2 separate regions of the Mus musculus genome follow, and region 1 is linked to region 2. The links are chromatin contacts, called in public HiChIP or PLAC-seq maps. All regions are on one chromosome and are shown on one strand. The core of a region is the stretch at or near the end of the contact, and the rest is flanking DNA. Distances in the headings are between cores, read along the strand shown.

Region 1 (3,375 bases), core at 249-2,748, 140 kb after region 2:
GTGTGTGTGGTTTGTGCAGAGTATGGTGTGTGCAGTGTGTATATGTGCTGTGTATGTGCGTATGTGTGTCCAGTGTGTGTGTGTGTACATGCACTCGTGAGAATGTTTTACTGGGGACTGGATCCACATTCTTAGGCAAGCTCTAACAGGGAGCTATACCCCAGCCCTCTTTTTACTTTTTACTTGGGGCAGAGTCTTACTGAGTTTTATAGGCTATTTTGCAGTTTCAATTCCCCTGTCTCAGCCTCCTGAGTAGCTAGGACCACAGGTCTGTACAAATGGGCCTGACTTCCCAAAATATCAAATTCCCTGAATTAAGCATTTTTTAGATTTTTAAATATAATTTTATGTGTACATGTCTTTTGCCTGCATGTATAGTTGCACACTGCATGCTTGCCTCCCAAAGAGGTCAGGAAAGGGCACTGGATCCCCTAGAACAAGAGTTACAGCCAGCTGTGAACAGCTATATGGGTGCCAGGAATTGAACCCAGGTTTTCTGCAAGAACAGCCAGTGCTCTTAATCACAAAAGCCACCCCTCCAGGCCCCTGGCTTAATCATCTTTGAGAGTAGTGTTCAGCGGTACAGAGTGAATCACAGAACCATGCAGCCACTCTCTGCCTCCCCCGGAACACTGGTTGTATACAACAGAGGTGCTGTGATATCAATGAAATTCTTTGGCACTTCCCTGCCGTCTAGATCCCTGCAACATCATCCTATGCTCTGTGTACGTGAACTTGGCTGCCCCAAGGGCCTCATCCAGGTGGCGGATGCAGCGCTCGCCCTTCTGTGACTGGAGTGTTTCACTGAGCACGTGGTCTCCAAGGCTCTCCAAGGAGGAGCGACATTCCACGAAGTGGACAGACTTCAGCGTATTTGTCTGTCTGTCTGTCTGTCTGCCTGTCCACTGTGTCCTGATGCTTCTTTAACACGAGCACCCCCTCGAATCTCTGCTAGCTGACCTTTTGGTTACAAGCCCTGAAGAGGAATTTCTAAATCATTGTTTTTAGGTTTTTCTGAGGAAGTGCCCCCCACCCCCATCTCCCACAGAAGTGGGAGCTGTGTTCACCCCACCCACACGACACAAGGTTCTGCTTTCTCTGCATTCCCACCAACCCTTGTAATGGTCTCCTCTGGTTTACCACAGCCATGCAGAGCCTGGGGTCCTCTCCCTGCAGCTTTGGGTAGCTTTCCTCAGTGACACCTGCCCTCCTGCTTGCTACCTGTTTGAGTATCTTTGGGGAAACGTCTCATTTGGGGACTTTAGAAAGTCTATATATCCTGGATATCAATCTCTTAACTAGATGTGTGATTTCTAAGTTTATTTTCCATTGTGCATTCTGTGGGTTTCGTTTTTGCATTGTGTTTGATGTACCAACTTACACACACACACACACACACACACATTTCGAATTCTGATCTGTCTTCTTTCCTTTTGTGGCTTGTGTCTCTGGCTCACTCCGTGTCACTGTTGCTAGGGTGCAGGTGAGTCACGCAGGGCAGGACCGGGAGGGGTACCAGACGCAGAGACAGCGCTTCCTGTCTGAGCTGTGGTAAGGCTGCTCAGCGATGCACCATACTCGCCAACACTGGCCAAACTGCATGTGTTGGACACGCAAGCACTACTGAACAGCAGTTACTATCCAGTGGAGCTTTTGGGATAGATTCTTTTTTTTATTTCTTAAAACTTTACTTATTGTTACCTTTTATTTTTTGTATAGGAGTGTTCTGCCTGTATGCATGTAGGAGTGTTCTGCCTGCATGCATGCCTGTGCATCATATGTACGGGTGAAGCCCTCAGAGGCCAGAAGAAGGCATTGGATCTCCTGGAACTGGAGTTAAAGATGGTTGTGAGTTGCCCTGTAGGTACTGGGAATCAAACCTGGGTCTTAACTATTAAACCATCTCCCCAGCTCGGATTTAATTTATTTTTAATTAGGGGTGTGTGTGTGTGTGTGTGTGTGTGTGTGTGAATCCACTGCCTGCTGAGGTCAAAAAGAGCATCAGTTACCCCGGAGCTGGAGTCACAGGCAGTTGTGAGCTGTCTGACATGGGTGCTGGGAACCAAACTTGGGTCCTGTGCCAGAGTGGCAAGAGCTTGACCCCTGAGCCACCGTGGAGGCTTTAGACACACACCAATACCAGCTCAGTGTCACTACCAGACGGGCTTGGTAAGGTCATAGGACCCCATTCCATTCAGTTGCTATAAAATGTTTCATAAAAGTATTTAATAACTAGGAAAAAAAGGTTCATAGTATATACATCAAATGAAGAACATGATGTTCAGTGCTGTCAATATGACATCATATAAAACATACCTTACAGATTTAATCCATATACTCATGCTATGGATGTTATAATAACGGACATTTCTAGATGGCACAATTAAAGTTTGCTCTCACCATGTTCTTTTTTTCTTTTTTTTTTTTTTTTCAGATTTCCTGATAGGCGTAGTGTATCAGTTTGATTATCAAGACCACCACGCCAACCTGCTACATTTTTATCTTTGTTGTTTGTTCTTCCATGAATCCTGAATTTCCGTTTATATTAGAAAGTAAAATGGTAATTCAGAAAAGAAGGAAAGGGAACGGTCTATCCCAGCACTGGGGAAGCTGGAGGCAGGAGGATCAGGAGTCATCCTTGGCTACATAACAAGTTCAAGGTCAGCCTGGGCTACAGGAGACCTTGTCTCAGATGAAGAAAAAAGAAGGGGGAGGGGTATAGAGACACTAGCTGTCCCCATGGCTGTCATTCTCCAGCCCACCAGACTGAGTGAGGCTTTGCTAACCCTGCTCATGGACTAATGATAGCAAGAATGTCACAGGTAAATGGCAATACAGGATGAATGACCACATAGCTCAGGAGACTCTCCACTCAGGAGAGGAGCCGATCCTGCCCAAATGACACGTCTGTCCTGAAAGAAGACCCCAGAGCCCACCACTCCCCACATCATCCTGCACACTCAGCCGAGAAATGGCCTCCTGTCTGTCACCTTGGTCACCAGTAACCCTGCCCCTTGGCCTGACACCCGAAGGTTCCACAATGTTTCCTAGGGTCATGGTTAGAAATGGCCAGCAGACCCGGCTCAAAACCACAAGAGTTAATCTTCACAGTTCTGGGGACCAGGAAGGGGAGGCCAAAGTGTGACCAGGCATGGTCTACAACAATCTGGGGAAGGCTCCATTCTGGGTGATGGAGGTACCCAGAATCCATCCAGAAACAAAGCAATACTGTAGCAAGTCTCAGCTGCCTTGCACAGACACCCATGGGTTGATACCAAAATGGACATGGGAACACGAGAGGATTTGGAAGAGTCTGGGCGTAAGAACACAGGGTACCAGGACCTTTCTAAACCTGAGAAGTTACTAAGGCAGTCA
Region 2 (3,051 bases), core at 461-2,960:
ACGCAGATTAGCTGCTTATGAAATAAATGAAAGAACCAGTCTAACTTATCCTACTACGCCAAAGATGTGAGTCAGAGATGCCACAAATTCTGAATCACGCCTTGGCTGCATTGATAATGGCTCCGTTCCAGTCAAGTCTGTTGTATCTGTTTCTCCAAATTAATTATTTTAACTACTCTCTCCCCCAACTAGGTTTTCATGGTTGGACAGATAAGATATATGACAGACATATTTCAGGTAAAGAGACTTATTTTTTTCCAATGTGTTCATATTAGGTTCTTGGCTACTTCTCGCCAAACAAGAAAGAACTGTATTTTTAAAGTTCTTTGCTCTTAAAAAATAAGTAAGCAACTGTGTTGGTATACCCTGTTCCAGAAAGGGAATAGTGGGCAGATTCTAACAGTAAATGTGACACCCCATAGAATCCCGAAGCGCAAGCAGCAGTTGAAATGGATCCAGCTATTTATAGGATTACAATAAGCACACCTTTGTACAGCGCAACCATTTACTGCCCAGCTGATCTGAACAGGGACAAAAAGAGCTGTCTGGGAGACTTCAGCGGCTCTCTTCCCCCTTGCTTCATCCACTACTGCACCAAGCACCTAAATGAGCAATCATTGCGCTCTCAAGAAGGAAAAAAGAAGGAAAAAAAATGTCTCTTTCCCTGCCCCCTCTGCAAACAGCTGCGAGCTCTTTCCAAAGCAGATTTAACCAACCAACTAAACTGAAGAATACCCTAAAACCCAGTGGTTTCCCGATATTCGTTTCTTAGGGCAGAAAGCTTTACAACCAAAAGATATTACTCCTTCATAAATAGGTTCACGGTTACGTGAAGACAAGGTCCTACAAAGGTGTGACTTTGGATTCGCAGCCTGTTCAAGAAAGAGGCAAAACCAGAAAGCGAATTTTCATTGGATTCTGCTTTATTAAATGAGAGAACGCTTCTTTCATCATGTGCTTGACTCGCTTCAAAACTTACAAAGGAGACTGTTCAACGGAATTTATGTCTGAGCGGGAAAATAAATGGGTAGGGCGCCTAAGCCATGGCGACCTGGGAGGACCGGGGCCACCCCTGGAAATTGATCCAAAGGACTTTACTAGCAGAGCTAGCAAGCAGTGACAAGAATCCAGTTACACCCAAGTCTGCACACCGATCCCTCTGGCCCACGTCGACGTCACCAAAATCGTGAAATAAACTAAGAAAAAAATCAAGTTGGTTGTGTCCCCACGCGCGTACTAAAAGTCGGGGAACTAGGTCCCATTTTCACAACTCTTTAGTTAAGAGTTCGGAGTTCAGTCTTCTTCCAGTGACCTGAATTTTTCATCTACAACCTTAAGTAGAGTTTCGAGGCTCCTTTTTCGGTGTCCCCTCCCGAACCCCGTACTTTTCCACTCTTTTTGTACCCCTGACTGGTAGAGGACTAGTGGGGAGCAGCGCCCCTCACTGGCGGGGGCAAGAAGCGCCGCGTGCTCCCCGCTTCGCCGCCCTCTGGCCAAACAATAGCTTTCCGCAGGGACCTGCGATCCGGAGCGGCCGGACCCCAGGATTCCCGGAGCACGCAGCCTCCCGACACAGTGCAGAGAGCGCCCAACCCCACGGACTGGTCCCCGCCGCGGCTACCACGAACAATGCGCGCCCCGCCCCGCGCGCCCGGCGCGCCTATTGGCCCGGCGGCTGCGGGTAGAGCAGCGCGGGCGACTCCGGCGCGCGTGCGCGGGGCGGGGCGCGGCGGGGGCGGCGCTTTGTGTGCAGCAGTGAGCCGGGGTCTGCGGGGCGCGGGCCGCGGCGGGCGGCGGCATGGAGGAGCTGAGCAGCGTGGGCGAGCAGGTCTTCGCCGCCGAGTGCATCCTGAGCAAGCGGCTCCGCAAGGTGCGTGAGCCCCCGCCCGCTCCCCGCGTGCGCCTGGCGCTCTGCGGGGCTAACCGCCCGCTCTTATCTCTCCGCAGGGCAAGCTGGAGTACCTGGTCAAGTGGCGCGGCTGGTCCTCCAAGTGAGTCTCCGGTGCGCGGCCGCCTTCCCGCGCGCGCCTCCCGGCCTGGGTGGGAACCCTCGCATCGCAGGCCCGGGCGGGAAGTCCTGTGCCTCGGGACCCAGAGGACTCTGGCCGACTGGCGCTGCCCTTTGTTTACGAGCCCACGGGGAGCGAGCAGGGCGGCCTCCAGCCCCGAGTCCCTGGAGCCCGGCCCGCCTCCGCGCCGCGCGCTTCTGGCGCCCATTTGTTGCATGCGCCCCCGCCCAGGAGCTGGCCGCGGCTGGCGCGGGACGCGGGCCCCCTCCCCTTGCCCAAGTTATCCTGCTGTAACCTGAGCTTCCTACTGGTGGGAGGGCTCCCCCACCTACTCCTACCCCCGGCCCGAGCTTGCTTTCTTCTCAATGAGGGACGGGGACCCGGCCTTCTCCGGAAAGGGCTTCCTTTGTAGCTGCCCCGCCACCCTCCTTCCTGAGCCCCATCCCCTCCAGATACCACTCCCCAAACCCGGTGCCCTGCCCGCGCTCTCGGTGGTATCCTCCACTTTGTTCCGTCTGTGCCCCCCGGCTCCCCCTCCCCTACCTGCCTTCCCTCCCCTCCCTGGCTCCGGGCCAGGCCCAGGGGATTCCCTCGGCAGCTTTGCTCTTTGTTGGGGTTTGTTTTCCTCCCAGTGTAGACTGTCGAGTCCTCTCCTGGCCTGCTGGGGTTTGAGGTGGCAGTTTGCCTGTGGGTTTGAGGCTGGGATGCTAACTAACTTTAAGGACTTCTAAGACCTCAGAGGACAGCCTCTGCCGCAGTGCCCCTTGTCCCAGCGGGGCTGTGGGAGCTGTCCCCGGCAGCCCACCTGGATGCTGCTCACCAGCCCGCCCACCCCCCTTTGCTTTGCTTTTCCAGACACAACAGCTGGGAGCCAGAAGAGAACATTTTGGACCCGAGGCTGCTCCTAGCCTTCCAGAAGAAGTGAGAACTCTGGAGGAGGGGAGAGTTGGGTGGAATTGGCTGGTGACACAGTGGCCTGGGGCTGTGGTGTGGGGAAGCCTGTGGTGGAGCACTTTAAGGCCTCACAGACAGCCTCTGGTTT

The links. HiChIP or PLAC-seq counts read pairs in DNA pulled down with a chosen protein or histone mark.
Region 1: a contact with region 2 is called in a FOXA1 HiChIP or PLAC-seq map of pancreatic cancer cells. The contact joins the enhancer-like site here to the promoter of Cbx2 in region 2. A contact is called at or near these places in 9 of 39 promoter capture datasets (the 3T3-L1 cell line, 3T3-L1-derived adipocytes, the C10 cell line and 5 more), 11 of 115 datasets of contacts at active chromatin or transcription factors (acute myeloid leukemia, bone marrow-derived macrophages, cardiomyocytes and 7 more) and 3 of 9 other capture datasets (adipose tissue, liver and pancreatic islet).

The regions. Positions count from the first base shown.
Region 1 is chr11:119,164,738-119,168,112 of GRCm38.p6, forward strand. All of the region lies in intron 3 of Tbc1d16 (TBC1 domain family, member 16), which reads right to left. Among named protein-coding and RNA genes, the nearest start is that of Mir6934, 12 kb to the left of the region's middle. Within about 2 kb of position 1,499, at least 90 of the 459 cell types and tissues checked have an H3K27ac peak or open chromatin away from gene starts, as enhancers often do. A contact at or near this core is called in bone marrow-derived macrophages, pancreatic cancer cells and pre-B cells, where this site is marked.
Region 2 is chr11:119,021,311-119,024,361 of GRCm38.p6, forward strand. Cbx2 (chromobox 2) reads left to right here and starts at 1,711. Exons shown (of 5, transcript NM_007623.3): 1 at 1,711-1,870; 2 at 1,948-1,991; 3 at 2,865-2,930. The coding sequence starts at 1,799. It overlaps Gm35829 (a long non-coding RNA gene), which reads right to left and starts at 2,529. Exons shown (of 3, transcript XR_389218.4): 1 at 1,963-2,529.